Linked DNA regions of Gossypium hirsutum: region 1 is linked to region 2. Evidence: chromatin contacts called from public Hi-C data. All regions are on one chromosome and are shown on one strand. The core of a region is the stretch at or near the end of the contact, and the rest is flanking DNA. Distances in the headings are between cores, read along the strand shown. Region 1 holds the start of LOC107950649 (nitrate regulatory gene2 protein). Region 2 has its middle 32 kb from the start of LOC107952205.

Evidence for each region. Hi-C and Micro-C count contacts between places; a contact is called where the count stands out from the background.
Region 1: a Hi-C map of leaf shows a contact between it and region 2, with 4 times the contacts expected there. The contact joins the promoter of LOC107950649 here to the enhancer-like site in region 2. A contact is called at or near these places in 9 of 34 Hi-C or Micro-C datasets (callus, fibers, hypocotyl and 1 more).

Annotation. Positions count from the first base shown.
Region 1 is chrA08:9,234,743-9,238,671 of Gossypium_hirsutum_v2.1, forward strand. LOC107950649 (nitrate regulatory gene2 protein) reads right to left here and starts at 2,462. Exons shown (of 4, transcript XM_041075821.1): 1 at 1,051-2,462; 2 at 759-943; 3 at 1-138. The coding sequence starts at 2,311.
Region 2 is chrA08:9,136,954-9,141,089 of Gossypium_hirsutum_v2.1, forward strand. It overlaps the pseudogene LOC107951432. Among protein-coding and RNA genes, the nearest start is that of LOC107952205, 32 kb to the left of the region's middle. Within about 2 kb of position 2,673, at least 6 of the 9 cell types and tissues checked have an H3K27ac peak or open chromatin away from gene starts, as enhancers often do. A contact at or near this core is called in fibers and leaf, where this site is marked.

The DNA.
Region 1 (3,929 bases), core at 1,212-3,711, 98 kb after region 2:
TGTGACAATAATTAGTGATTGCAGCCTTGTTATCGAGGCCTTGGTCTTGTTTATCTTGGCTTCATCCTCTCCCTTGTATTCTTGATTTTGCAATGCTGACAACTTTTTCTCATGCTCAATCTTTACTCCTTCTCTAGCCTGAAATTGTTAAAAAAATTATTGTCTACATTAGCACTCATCTGAACAACATGGCTTTACCAGAATTCACCCTCCCAGGAAGCCAACACATATGAAAAGTATCAAATTATCTTTGCACCGCATGTTTCTTTCCTTATCAAGATATTTTGATACCAGAATCCTCGTATCCAACAAATTCATGAAACTACCAACAAGTATTATTCCCCTTGCATTGAATATAAAAGATAAGCAGCAAACTATCAAACTGAATAACTTATTGTGCAAGGAAATAGGTAAATTAAGTGAGAGCACCTTCGTTCTCTACCAACCAACACTAATTTAAGCAAACTTGAAGATAAGAAACCAAATATCATTCACCGATGCAGAAGAAAATATTCCCAGACAAGAAAACTTCCAGTACATTGACAATCAAGAAAAGCAGGACAGGAAACAATGCTACAATACTAACCCAAGCTTCACCTCTCCGACCCAACCCCCCTTTTTTCTTGTCTGAGATCCCTCGGTGTCTAATAATCATATTAATTTAGACTGAATTCAGAGTTGAGCCGGATTTGATCTAAGTAGTACATAAGAAAAAGTAAAAGTAAAAGGGAAAGGGAAAGGGAAAGAATTTATGTTACCTTAACGTCCTCGTAGAGTTTCTTCTCCCAAGCAAGGAGCCGGTCCAAAGTAGAACAAAGGCTCTTTGAACCGCCCGGTTCATTGAGGGCAGTCGCGTCAAGTCGGTATTTCACCGCCAACGGCGGCTTTGAAGTCCAGCTTGAGCTCAGGTTACTGAATGTGCTACTTGAATGATATACTGTCTCTGTAAATTTAAAAATGAGTAAAATAAATTATAAATTTAAGTAAACAAGATGACATCAATTTGAACTGTAACTAAAATAAGCTTAAATTTCCATATCCGAGGCTTACTTTTCAACTGCCTGAAACTTTTATCTAGCTGAGCTCTACTGATCTCAAGCATCTCGGAAACTTGATCTCCGGCGGCGGCAGCCTTATCGAAATTCTCTTTGATCGCATCGACGATCTCTTTCAAATCCTTATGCCTGACAACCATCGTCATATCCATCATAGCGCCCGTTCCATAACCGCCCGCAGACAATCTTGCATCCTCCGACTTATCATCCATTTTATTGCCTGCGGCTGCTCCATACATCTGCTGCCGTGGCTGCGGTTCTACCGGCGGAGGAGTCTGACGAAGATGATGCAACTTCTCCGACTCCCCTCTCCTCGAAGACCGGAAACTGTTGCGGGTCCCGATCTCGGATCTGGATGCCACGTCATCATATCCCTCTTCATCCGATGAACTCGTTGTAGTAAAACGATCATGATCATGGTCCCCCCATTCGCTGCAAAGCACTTCTTCCCTTTCCGTTTCCTCGTCAAAATTACTCTTGGCATTACCGGAACTGATGTTGTAACGGTGGTTCAGCTTTTGTGGACGGAAGAAATCATATTCTGATTTTTCCGTTTCGGTATCTTCCGTATCTTCAGGGTAGTTAGAATCTAAATGATGAGGTTGCTTTCGTTGTTGTACTTTTTGGTCAAAGAATTCGGAGTCTGGTGGTGAGGGAGGGTAAAAATTTTCCCAGTTCCAAACGGAAGAAGCTTGGGAAGGAGTGGCTGAGTACGTGGAATTAGCTGGATAAGCTGTAGGGAAAAAGTGGTTGGAAAACCCAGATTTCGAGCTTCGAGGAGAAGAAGAAAGGCTCGATTCGGACAAAATGTGAGGGAGTTTCGGGGGTATCTTACGTGGCCGACGACGATTGGGTGCGGGTACCGGAGATGAGACACTAGAACCGGAGAGTATGTGAGGGAGTTTCGAGCTAGCTATAGTCGGAGAAGGGGAAGGGGAAGGAAAGAAAGGAGGAGGGGGAGGGTGCAGGGAAGGGGAGGGAGATGGAGGGACACGTAGAGTGGTGGGATTAGATGGTGGAGGAGATGGGTTGGGAGGGTGGAGAAGAACGGCAGGGGTTTCGTCGGAGACGGAAATAGGCTCACCGGCCGCGAAGGAGGCGAGAGCCGAGCCGGTTACACGAAGAGAGCGGCAGTAGTCGGCGTGAGCCGAGGCTAGGTGATGTCGAGCATGAACGGCTTCCTTCATCAAGCGTCGCCGGTCCTTGCACCGCCTTACGATCTCTTCATTGTCTAGCTTTGACGCCGTACAACCCATCCTAACACACTATTTGGTCAAACATGAAAAAAGAAAAAAAAATCAGCAAATAAATGCTGAGCAGACGGTGGCGCGTAGTGTAGCAGGGGCGCCCGGTTTAAGCTTTGTTAACAACTGAATAATGAAAGGAACTGAAGTGCAAGGTAATAATAGCTGATGGGGTATTTGAACTTTTTCCTTTTTGGTATTGTGGCGGGGTCTTCTAGGGCTTTAAAAAAAATCCAAAAATTCATAAATCAAATCAAATGCTAGTATTTTGGTGGGATAAAAAATTGAGTAAATTTTTGAAAAAGAGCCCTTTTTAAAAAAAAATTTATTAGATTAAGTGTAGCAGCTGTTAGTTAAAAAAAAACAATATTACATTATTTAAGAATAAATTGTAAATACATTATGAATCTATGGCACCAAAAAAAATTAAAAAAAAAATATTGGAGACAATTAGAAGCATTTTTTTATAAATCAGTTAAAAACTTTAATCTCGTAATTTTTGAAAAAATAGTCTAATTTAATAATTTGTGTATTTTTAAGAAATTGTCTAAAAAATTACTATGAATAGAATTAAATTTTATTTTAATACTAGAAGTATTTTATTAAAAAAATTAGAGTTGGATTGGGGTATTTTAAATGAGTGGAAGGAGGGAGATTTAGTAATTAATTATATGTAAAAATAGGTTGGTTAATTAAATAAGTTGGTGTTTGCGGTTGCAGAAGGCTGCTTTTTGTTTTCACATTGTGGGTTACAGTGGGGGCGGTTGGAAAGATAAGGGCATAATTAAAGGGTAGACATTGATTATCCACAAACAGTTAAAGAAAAGAGAGAGGATTAAAAAATTTTGTTGTTTTTTAGGGTGGGGGTGTCTTGATTATTAATAAAAAATTTGTTGCCCTTTGAGTGCAGGTTAAAGATGGATGCCGTTTTGGTCTTGGGATAACCCTAAACCTTGAGCCTAAAAGACTGCTTTGCCTAGGTCTTGTTTTTCGCACAAAGGACAATTTTTGAGATTTTTGTTTTATTTTCTTATATATATTTAATTTTTTTTATAAAATGAACTCTCCCGATTAGAGGTGTGCATGGGTCAGGCTACCCGGCCTGGCCCGAAAGTCCACTCGAAAAATGAGAGGGTTCGAGTAAAAATATAGACTCGAAATATAGGTTTGGGCAAAAAAACGAGGCCTATTTAGAAAATAGGCTAGGCTCGGGTAAAATTTTTGGCCCCGGCCCTGCCCAAATTATATACTAAATATATATATTTTTTATTTTTAATCATATTTATATTTTATTTTTAATTTTAATATAATTAATTTTTATTATATTTTCAATTTGTGTATTGTTTTAAAAATTATTTTAATATATTTTTATTTGATTTTTGTTTTAATATTTGTTTTAAATGTATTTGATTATTTAATATATTTTAAAATTTTTTATTTAATGAAATAAGTTAAAAAAATTTAATATGGGTCGGGCCGGGCCGGGCCGGGCTCGGGCTTAATAATTTTATTTCGGGCCGGATTTGGACAAATTTTTAGGCCCATATTTCGAGCTGGGCCGAGCCCGGGCCTAGAAAATGGGCCTAAAATTTTCAGTGAGCACGGCCCAGCCCATGCACACCTCTACTCC
Region 2 (4,136 bases), core at 1,423-3,922:
AAGTGTCCATTTGTTGTACGTATGAAGATAGGGTATCAGAACCAGCATATCGTAAGATGTACAATGATCCACTTAAATGCTACTCATAAGCTGTGAATCTGTTTTCTCCAGATAGATAAGCCATGAATTATTAAGATACCTGCTGTTCTTTAATTTCTTTGGCTCCTGTACTATGCTGCTTCCGTCCATCATTAATGAGCTTGAAAGCTTCATCACGAGATAGGAATGATGCAAAGAAGAACTATCAAGTCAACAAGTGGAGTCAGAAGAACAAGTGCATGCAACTTAAACAAGCAGAACAAGCCATTCATGCAAAGTACTTACCTTCTTTCCTCCAGCAAAAATTTCTATTGCATTAGGAAAGATTCCAACAGTCTTTGCTCTTTTGACGCTAGTAATTCATTGAAGGCGATTATTCTCTACAGAAGAAACCCATAAAATATTTGAAGATCATATCATTATTAGAAGAAATGTCAAATAGCTTCCAAGAAAATAGGATACAGAAAAACAAACTAAGAATGAACTGATGTTGAGGAATACCTTTGTTTCAAATGCAAATATATTGGAATAAAAGCATAAATAACGAACAAAGAGGTACATGTGACCCTGCAAAGAATCATATAATTGCATAATTAGAGATAGGAATATAATTCGACCTAAAACCACCAAATATTCAAAGTAAATAAAATATAACCCCACCCCTTTGTGAAAAAAGAAACTCACAGAAAGACAAAAGGAAGGTAAGGTAGACTGGCAAAAAAAATTGCTATCAACATGGTAAATAAGTCATCTAAGTTGGATTACCTGAAGAAGAATACTCTCCTGGAATGCACAGTTGAAATCTTGAACAAGGAACTGCAGCACATGGCAAAACTAAATGTTTAAAATACAAGGCCATTAGAACTTGGAAGTCTAAAATGTAAGATGGTGAGAAAATTTTCAAATATGCTTTTTGCAGTCTGTGGCCCAAATGTAACATAAAAGATTAGATACTGCAATGATGCTACATAAATATTTAGATGTCTGGCATTGCTTAAATGCAATCTGCCATTATCTCTTTCACATCAATAAAGAAATTCATGTACAGGACAAAGAATGTCAAACAAAAAGGAGACAATCTGAGTAGACGCCCTGTTGATAAATAATAATGAATAGACTAAAGATGAAAAACACTCCTTTTAAACTTCAAAGGGAAAGTGTTTTAAAAGTTCAAAGATGAGATATTATTTAGAATAAAAATAGAAGAAAAAGCACAAACAAGCCTTTTCAAATCTCTCACCAAAAACAAACAAATGTTTGCTGTGTGTTCCACATGAATGTTTAAGACCCCAAAACTTCTTAAATACAAACTGGCTGTATCTCTCGCGCATCAATCATGAGAAACAATTCTTGCATATACAAGCCAAAGAATGTCAAAAGGAATACAAAGGAACAAGTAGAGAGTTGCTAACAGCTAGTGATTACAACACAGCAAAGGCATTCACCTCCTCAGGAGGAAGCCTAAACAGTTGGCGATATTCTTCACTCCTCAATGCTGCTGGAGACTGAAATTTAAAAGCATCACAGTTAGTCATAAATGCTAGAAGTTTTAAATTCAACAAAAGCAAAATACACATATAACCTTTTCTTCAATGCATTTTTGGTTTGCTCATTTTTGAAACGGAACAGAATATTAAGTCGTCATACCTACTTACTATAATCAGTCCATGTTTTATTCCCTATGCATTAACTAGAACTTCTTATAGACCATCCTCTTTTCAATCTCTTGTTAGATCAAAATATTTATAAATAATATTTCTCATTTCTAGAACACCAATCAAACAATATTCCCCGTTTATTTTGAATTGTGCTTGTTACAAAAGCAGCTTTCTTATTTTGTTACCATCCAGATGATCTCTCCCTTATTCGTCCCTTGCTTGCATTATATATACATGAATTCGGCAACAATTTCTGGCTTTCATATAATTCCCACGGCACTAAACTTACTGCTGGTTTACAGGGTGCTATACCATGCGACAAGATTGATGGAACTTAAAATGCCGATAGCTTACAACTTTGTAGTACTAATCGAGATGGTCCTTAGCTACATAAATACCAAGTCCTTGCAAAACTTTCAGGAACTAATTTACGAACTTAACCATGAAAACAGAATAGCTTCAACCTATTCCTAATAATAGAAAGTTGAAAGTAATTATACCAATATAAGGGTAATTTGTTTCAACCATACGCATAGCAAACTTAAAATCAAAACAGAAGCCAAACCTATATTCTCGCCTTTTCCCTAGCTGTTGTAAAAGGAGCAGAGAAACGAATTAAGTTACTAGAGTGTGATAGGAAAAGGAACCTGAATGTCAACTTCTCTGTAACTAGGATTAGGCGAAGAATTGGAAGGATCATAACGATCGGGAGTGCTGGTGGTAGACGAACCATTCGGCGAAGTTGAAGAATCGGAAACGACATTGGAAGCTCGTTGAGAAAGAGAAGGATCCAAGGGCGGCCTCGGCAGGTCTATCCTCTCTGCGGCGGCGGACGCCACTTCCATATCAAACGGAAAGAACCAAAGAGCAACGGCGGAGATCTAAGTTTTCGTGCTTTTTTTTTTGGGGGGGGTGGAAGCGTAGTTGGTGGAAAGTAGAAGCAAACAACAGCGCAGTTTTGCAGTCAATTTCAGTGCGGCGCCAAGCCTTCAAGGAGAGACGTTGACAATATTTACGCGCGAACCGTCGATTCCCTGGGTGGTCCCTTTCCACGTGCGGAAGTCAAAACAGTCCGTCGAGCTTTTTCTTTTATCATTTTTCTCCCTCTATTCAGGGCGGAGCTAACAGAATTCCACTTGTTGCGATTTCAGTTGGTGCTTTGTAACCAATTCTCTTAATTTAAAATTTCCTTTTTTAAGAAGTTTTTATGATTATATAATTAACCGAAAAATCAGTAAACTTTAATTTAATATATAATTTAAGCATTTTGATTTCTTGTACTCTTAAAATTTTAATTATATTCAAATATATACATAAAATTTTATTTTAATTTAATTATACATATCTAAATAAATAAATAAATAAATACATTAAAATATTATTATATTAAATAAATATAATTATTTGTATATACAATATATAAACATGAAATGATATTATATTAATAGTTGTATTAATAATACGTAAAAATTAGATCAATTAAAATTATATATATAAAATTACATAAAATTAAAATTTATTATATAAAATTATACATTAAATGAAACTTCATTCATATATAATTTGAAGATTTATAATTATAATAACAAATAAAAACATGTTAGGATGGATTGAAAATTAAATTTAGAGTTTATTGAATAGAAAAATATTAAAATTTAAACACATAATAATTTAAGTTGAACTCGCACGTTAAAATCTCAAACACAACAAAAGTCTCACTGGGATTTAAAATTTCATATTAATATATGATTTATTTTAAAAATTACTTCACTCTAAATTGTAAGACATTAATTATATATATACAAGTACTAAAATTTGTCGTTACATCTAAAAACAATAAAGGGTAAATTATACTCAAAGTCACTAAATTATTAATAAGTTTACGTTTTCATAATTTAACTTCAAAAAGTTACAAAATAGTTACTGAACTATTCAAAAGTTTTCATTTGAGTCACTAGATTGTTAAAATCTCTATTGTATGGTCTTCTCAATTTGCATCGTTTGCACCAATCGAAAGTTCTTATTTCTCTTCTCTTCTATGGTCATTTTTTTCATGAAACAACTTTAAATGTTATGAATTTTGCAAACCGAAAGCCAAACAACTTTCTTCTCCGATCTCTAACACTGGCCATTAGATTGACTTGGATCTAAAGTATGTTTTTCTATTCGTAGATGAGTATCAATACATTGTATCGATCATCGAATTGTCACTTAGAGCTCACTAACTGAACTTAATACTTAACAGTTCAGTGACTTAAATAAAAACTTTCAAATAGTTCAGTGACTTAAATGAAAACTTTTGAATAGTTTAGTGATCATTTTGTAATATTTTGAAGTTAAGTGACCAAAACATAAACTTGCTAATAGCTTAGTACTTGGGGTGTAGTTTACCCTATAATAAATAACTAAATTAAAATTGTGAATCAATTGAATAATTAA